Regions from separate parts of the Sus scrofa genome. Here region 1 is linked to region 2. The links are chromatin contacts, called in public HiChIP or PLAC-seq maps. All regions are on one chromosome and are shown on one strand. Each heading gives the region's core, a stretch centred on a gene start, on an enhancer-like site or on the middle of the called end of the contact. The rest is flanking DNA. Distances are from core to core; before and after follow the strand shown. Region 1 overlaps LOC100155975 (a long non-coding RNA gene). Region 2 has its middle 13 kb from the start of SLA-DRA.

What was found. HiChIP or PLAC-seq counts read pairs in DNA pulled down with a chosen protein or histone mark.
Region 1: a contact with region 2 is called in an H3K27ac HiChIP or PLAC-seq map of alveolar macrophages. The contact joins two enhancer-like sites.

What each region holds. Positions count from the first base shown.
Region 1 is chr7:24,981,574-24,985,378 of Sscrofa11.1, forward strand. LOC100155975 (a long non-coding RNA gene) reads right to left here. Exons shown (of 5, transcript XR_002345629.1): 5 at 1-3,435. Among named protein-coding and RNA genes, the nearest start is that of SLA-DQB1, 6.2 kb to the left of the region's middle. Within about 2 kb of position 2,013, at least 10 of the 83 cell types and tissues checked have an H3K27ac peak or open chromatin away from gene starts, as enhancers often do. A contact at or near this core is called in alveolar macrophages, where this site is marked.
Region 2 is chr7:24,836,723-24,840,368 of Sscrofa11.1, forward strand. No RefSeq gene overlaps it. Among named protein-coding and RNA genes, the nearest start is that of SLA-DRA, 13 kb to the left of the region's middle. Within about 2 kb of position 2,384, at least 1 of the 83 cell types and tissues checked has an H3K27ac peak or open chromatin away from gene starts, as enhancers often do. A contact at or near this core is called in alveolar macrophages, where this site is marked.

The sequences.
Region 1 (3,805 bases), core at 763-3,262, 140 kb after region 2:
CTACAGCCACACTTGACCTTGGTGTGAGAAGACCAGCTTTCCTGACCACAAAGCGTGTCAATTCCCACATAAGATAAAGATAGTTTCAGGCTTCTGATCTGTGCAGGTTCTGTATGGAATACAATCACACATTCATGCCTATATGTGTGTGTGTTTGTCTATAAAGAATTTATTTTAATTTATTAGGCACCTACTTAATAGATACCAGGGATTACAAGTACTGAGAACATAGAAATGTCCATCCAGAACTTGCCCCTCAAGGGACCTGATGGAAAAGAGCTGAGTCAGCAACAAGAGTACACATTTCAGGCGTTCCCACTGTGGCACAGCAGAAATGAATCTGACTAGTAGCCGAGAGGGTGAGGATTCAACCCCTGGCCTCCGTTGGGGATCCGGAGTTGCCACGTGAGCTGGGGTGTAGGTCACGGATGAGGCTTGTATCCCACGTTGCTGTGGCTGTGGTGTAGGCCGGCAGCTCTAGCTCTAATTCAATTCAACACCTAGCCGGGGAACTTCCATAAACCTTGAGTTTGGCCCTAAAAGGCAAAAAAAAAAAAAAAAAAAAGACTGCCAATTTCCAGCTTCCAAGATAGTACCGGTCTTTGATATGACGTAACATGAAAGAAGTTCTGGGCAGACCATATTCAACCATCTCATCTGAATAACAGAAGTGGGTCCCCGGCTATGAAAGGCAGTGTCGCATAGTAGTTAAGCAGGTCCCTCTGGCAGCAGTTATCTTCTGCCCGTATTGAATTGGGGTCTTACAATTTTCCAGGGTTGTACCATCACACAAGCTCTTAAAATCCTCTGTGCCAGTTTCCTCATCCGTAACTGTGGATGCTCATCCTCACAGTACTTCCTCAAAGGATTGCTGTGAGGACTCCATGAGCCAGTATTCAGAACGTGCCTAAAAAGCTACATGGCATGTAAAAGGCTCAGTAATAAAAACAGACTAATATAACAGCAATACATTATTGTGTCTGGAGGGCTACTTGAAAATCTGCCTGCACCTCCTCATTGGCCTGACTGTTCTTGGATTGGAACAAGAACAATAGTTCCAAAAACATAGGACAGAGAAACTAAATAGTTTTTAATTTTTTATTCTAGTTGATTTACAATGTTCTGTCGATTTCTGCTGCACAGCAAAGTGACCCAGTCATACATATGTGTACATTCTTTTTCTCATATCATCTCTTCTATCATGTTCTATCACAGGTGATCAGATATAGTTCCCTGTGCCAAGTATCCTTTTTAATATTGGATGGGATAAAGGAAAGAAATAAGGATTGGACCCGCAATCATTTTATACTAGAGTTGTACCTCTCTCTTTGACACCTTAAAAAATGGCTTTGCTCCCAGACAATTGGGAGGCATTTGGGTACATTTCCCAAACCCTCAGCCTTATTTCCTTCTTATCCGCTAATACACCCTGGAACCTTTTGGTTGACCCAGAAGCTGTGAGGATCAGCTACTCACCAACGGATCTGGAGTCATCAATCATTTTCATTGAATAGAGCCAGGACCAGGGCCACAGCTGGGTTACAAATGATGTTTATTTGACTCTGATGTTTATTTGACCCCTTCACACAAGACCTATCCCCTGGATTTCCCAAGAGGCAAACACATTAAGCTGCTAACATTTATAGTTAATTACTTCTTGAATACCTGTTAGTGCTGAGCCACCACTGGTTTAAGATTCATGATCTAATTGTGACTCTGTCCCCTCCTCCCACTGCTGATCCTATCACCTCCCTTTGATATTAGAGCAATTGTGTCGAGGCAAGAGCAGGGTGCCCTGGAAGATGGAAGGTACGCTTACGTACTAAGTGGCTTCCTACAGCTACTTCCCTTCCCCAAAACTCTGACTTTTAATGCTGACGCTCAACTCTAACACTCAAATAAAGACAATGACGGCAAAGAGATTTTGCAGAGCTATTTTTAAGGATATAATGGTTTTCTCTCCAGCCAATGAGGAGTAGATGTGAGGCAGCATCACTTGTCTCTAGCAGACAAATCCCTAAGAAGGCCAAGAAGAAGCACAGAGCTGCAATTAGGGGGAAATACAGCATAAAATAAACATATCAAGAAATCTGTAGAATCATGAGGAATTACAAAACTTCTGTGAAGTCATATAATAAAAAAGAGTCAATGGACTTTTTTTTTGGTCTTTTGTCTTTTTAGGGCCGCACCCATGACATATGGAGGTTTCCAGGCTAAGGGTCAAACTGGAGTTACAGCTGCCAGCCTACATCACAGCTCACGGCAAACGCAGGATCCCCAAACCACTGAGCAAGACCAGGAGTTGAACACACGTACCCATGGATACTAGTTGGGTTTGTTAACCACTGAGCCACAATGGGAACTCCTGGACCCATGTTTTATTCAAAAGAAGTGTGTTTTAGTTTACAGATATCTGATTATGTGTTTATACATTGATTTCAAATTTAACTTCATTTTGGTCAGTGCCCAAACTTTGTATGATTCTAATTCTTACAAATTCATTGATCCTTAGATTACTGCTCCTCTAAAACAATCATTTGACATAATTCCGAGTCCATTCATATTAAAATCATTCAATAAAACAGGAATATATGGATATTTTCTTTGTGTGTATGTTCCATTGGCGTAAAGAGAAGGCATGAAGGGCTCCTACTTTATTAAATATATCACGACTGTTTATTTTGAACTACATGCATGTATCCTTCTGATAATTTTTTTTTCTTTTTAAGGCTGCACCTGCAGCATACGGAAGTCCCAGGGCCAGGGGTCAAATCAGAGCTGCAACTGGGGCCTATGCCACAGACACACCAACACCAGATCCAAGCCAAATCTGCAGGCTATGCCAGATCCTTAACCCACTGAGCAAGGTCAGGGATCGAACCCACATTCTCACAGAGACAACGTCTGGTCTTTAAACCTGCTGAGCTACAATGGGAACTCCTCCTTCTGATACTTTTTTTACTACTCAATGAATTTATTATATTTATAGTTGTACAATGACAATCACAATCCAGTTTTATAGGATTTCCATCCCACACCCCCAGTGATACTTTTCAAACGTATATTATAAAGTAAAATATCACTCTTACTGAAGTATCAAGAATGCATTGGACAACAGCAGAGAATAATGGAAACTCAATGTGAAAAAGGATAGTGGCTTGCACATGAGTGATGGCAGTGATGATTTTCTTTTAAAGCACACGATTTTATAGGAGCAATCTCTTACCTGCTACAACATGTAAAAAGACTGAACTCCATCTTCAGGCAAAAGCTGGCTTTACCTTCTGCTCCATTTTATGCTTCTTTGCTTCCCAAACATCCAAAACCACATCTCTGATTTCGACATATTCTGGAAATGTGAAAGGACTAGTCAGGGCAATGAGAGCTGGCCGAGCTGGTTTCCCATCCTCTAGGAAGAAATGCCACACTCCACATCTGAAAGGGAGAAGGGAAAGTTCAGGTTGCCTTGAATTTCTAAAGTGCAATGTCTCCATCTGCTGGTATACATGGCCCAATTAATACACTTGTGGTTGCCAATGTCCTAGGACGGAAAGAGGGACCTTGAACTTCCAGTGAATCAGTGTACTTTAGCAGTTTTATATCAAAAGAAAAACCAAATACAATTCTAAAATGTTTAATGTAATTTAGGTCTCCAAGGATGTGGCAGTGAGAAAATTGAATCATGCCACATAGGGCAAGGTTTTTTTCATTTATTTTTTAATTAGAGTATAGCTGATTTATAGTGTTCCGTCAATTTCTGCTGTATGTACAGCATAGTGACCCAGTCATACATATATATATATAT
Region 2 (3,646 bases), core at 1,134-3,633:
AAGATTGACATTATGTGTTGATAAAGGGGACCATTCATCAAGAAAATATAATAGTTATTATTAAGAGCATCAAAATATATGAAGAAAGTATGAACAGACCTGAAGAGGAAAATTGACAGCAACGTAATAACGGTAGGGGATTTTAACATCCCACTTATATCAATGGATAGATATCTAGACAGAAAATCAACAAAGAAACAGAGAATTTAAAGAAAAAAAAAACATTAAACAAGATGGATTTTAAATACTGGTAAAGACATTCCATCCAAATGCTTCAGAATACACACTCTTCTCAACTGCACATGAAACATTCTCAAGGATAGCATATGCTAAGACACAAGATGAGTTTCAATAAATTTAAAAAGATTCAGATCACAGCAAGCACCTTTTCTGATCACAGTGATAAGAAAATAGAAATCAACTACAAGAAGAATCGTAGAAAAATCACCAATATGCAGAGACTGACCAACATGCTACAGAATAACCATTAGGTCAATGAAGAAATCAAAGCATAAATCTTTTAAATATCTGAATATAAGTGAAAATAAAAATACGAAATATCAAAACCTTTGGATGCAGCAAAAGAAATACTGAGGGACATTTGTAGTAATACAAGCCTACCTCGAGAGACAAGAAAAACCTCAAATAAACAATCTAACCTTACACATAAAGGAAGCATAAAAAGAATAAATGAATCCCTAAGACAATAGAAGAGAGCAAAGCTTAAAGATATGAGTGGAAATAAATGAAATAGAGACAAAAAATACAACAGAAAAGGTCAAAGAAACTAAGAGCTAGTTTACTGAAATGATAAATAAAATTAACAAATCTTTTTTTCATGCACAAGTTTTTATTTCTTTTGAGTACATGACTAGAAGTAGAATTACCCAGTCACATGATAATCCCATGTTTAACATTTTTTAGAAATGACCAAGCTGTTTTTTAAAATAGCTGCAATATCTTGCATTCCAACCATCAATGTACAAAAGTTCCAATTCCTCCACATTTTCACTAACACTTCTTTTCCTTTTTTTCAATTGAAAAATGGACAAAAGACCTGAATAGACATTTCTCCAAGGAAGATATACAGATGGCCAACCAACACATGAAAAAAATGCTCAACGTCACTGATTATTAGAGAAATGCAAATTGAATCTTTTTTTAATTGATAAAGACTTAGCTAGACTCACTAAGAAAAAAAGGAAAAGATCTGATAGATAAAATCTGAAATGAAAGAGGAGAAATAACAATGGATACCACAGAAATACAAAGGATCATAATGGATTATGAACACTATATACCAACAAATTGCACAACCCAGAAGAACAGATAAATTCCTAGAACCATATGACCTTTCAAAACTGAATCATGAAGAAATAGAAACTCTCTATTTTTCATAGGCCAGCCACTAGTACATAGATTGAAAGAGTAATCCAAACATCACTAATTATTAGAGAAATGCCAATCAAACCGACAATGAGATATCACCTCACACCAGTCGGAATGGCCATCATCAAAAAGTCTACAAAAAACAAATGCAGGAGAGGGTGTAGAGAAAAGGGAACACTCCTACACTGCAGGTGGGAATGTAGGTTGGTGGAACTGCTAAGAGCAATGTGGAGATACTTTAAAAAACTAAATATGAGAGTTCCTGCTGTGGCACAGCAGGTTCAGAATCCAACTGCAGTAGCTTGGGTCACTGAGGAGGTGTATGTTTGATCCTGGGTCAGGCGCAGTGGGTTAAAGGATTTGGCATTGCTACAACTATGGCATAGGTCACAGCTGCAGCTTGGATTCAGTCTCTGTCCCAGAAACTTCCATATGCAGCAGGTGCAGCCATCAAAAAAAAAAAAAAAAACTAAATATAGAACTACTATACGATCCAGCAATCCCACTCCTTGGCATATACCCACAAAAAACCATAATTCAAAAGAGATACATGCACCCCAATGTTCACTGCAGCACTCTTTACAATAGCCAAGACATGAAAGCAACCTAAATGTCCATCCACAGAGGACTGCATAAAGATGTGGTACATATATGTACAGTGGAATATTACTCAGCCATTAAAAAGAACATCATAATGCCATTTGTAGCAACATGGATGGACCTAAAGATTATCAAACTGAGTGAAGTAAGACAGAAAAAGACAAATATCATATGAGATCACTAATATGTGGAATCTAATAAAAATAATACAAAAGACTTCTTCACAAAACAGAAAGACACAAAGATTTTAAAACCAAATTTAGGAGTTCCCCTTGTGGCTCAGCGGAAACAAAACTGACTGAAATCCTTAAGAATGCGGGTTCAATCCCTGGCCTAGCTTAGTGGGTTAAGGATCTGGCATTGCTGTGAGCTGTGGTGTATTTCACAGAAGCGAAATTGTTGTGACATTGCTGTGTCTGTGATGAAAGCCAGCAGCTGTAGTTCCGATTTGACCCCTAGCCTGGCATTTTACATATGCCACCGCACCTGTGGCCCTAAAAAATAAGAAAATAAAAAATAAAATAAAACCAAACTTATGGTTACCAAAGGGGAAATTTTGCGGGGGAGGGATGCACTGGGAGATTGGGATTGGTATATACACACTAATATAGTCAAATTAATCAGTAACAGTGACCTACTACATAGCTTGGGGAAATCTATTCAACACCTTGGAGTAGCCTACATGGGGAAAAACTCTGAAAAAGAATGGATGTATATGTATATGTATGGCTGATTCACTTTGCTGTACACCTGAAACTAACACAACATTGAAAATCACCGGCACGCCAATAAAATTTACATTAAAAAAGAAAGAATAACCCAAAATCTCCCAAAAAACAAAAAATCCAGGACCAGATGGCTTCACAGATGACTTCAACCAAACATTCAATGATTTAAACCTATTCTTTTCAAATTATTCCAATAAACTGAAGAGGAAAGAATGCTTCCTAACTCATTTCACGATTCAACATTACCTTAATGCTAAAACCAGATAAGACAGTACACACAAAAAAATGACAGGCCAATGTCTGTGATGAATATACATGTAAAAATCCTCCACAAAATATTAACTAACCAAATGCAACAATACGTTAAAAGGATCATACCCCGTGATATGGAATTTAGTAGAGGGACGCACAGATGTTTCAACATCTGCAGATCAATCAACATGACACACCACATTAAAAACTGAAGGGTAAAAATTACACGATTATTTCAATAAATGAAGAAAAAGCATTTGAGAAGATGCAACACCTATTTATGATTAAAATTCTCAGTAAAATGGATATAGCAGGAAGAGAGCTGAATATAATAAAGCCTATATACGGCAAACCCACAGTTTACATCATATTCAACAGGAAAATTTCTAGCAATTTTATGGATGTGTGCATCTTATCAACCCAGTCCAATTTTTTTTTTTTTTTTTTTTTTTTTTTTTTTTTGCTTTTTAGGGCTACACCCACAGCGTATGGAGGTTCCCAGGCTAGGGGTCAAGTCTGAGCTGTAGCCACTGGCCTACACCACAGCCACAGCAACAAGGGATCTGAGCCATGTCTGTGACCTACACCACAGTTCAAAGCAGCACTGGATCCTTAACCCACTGATTGAGTCCAGGGATCAAACCCACAACCTCATTGGCTTGTTTCTGCTGCGCCAC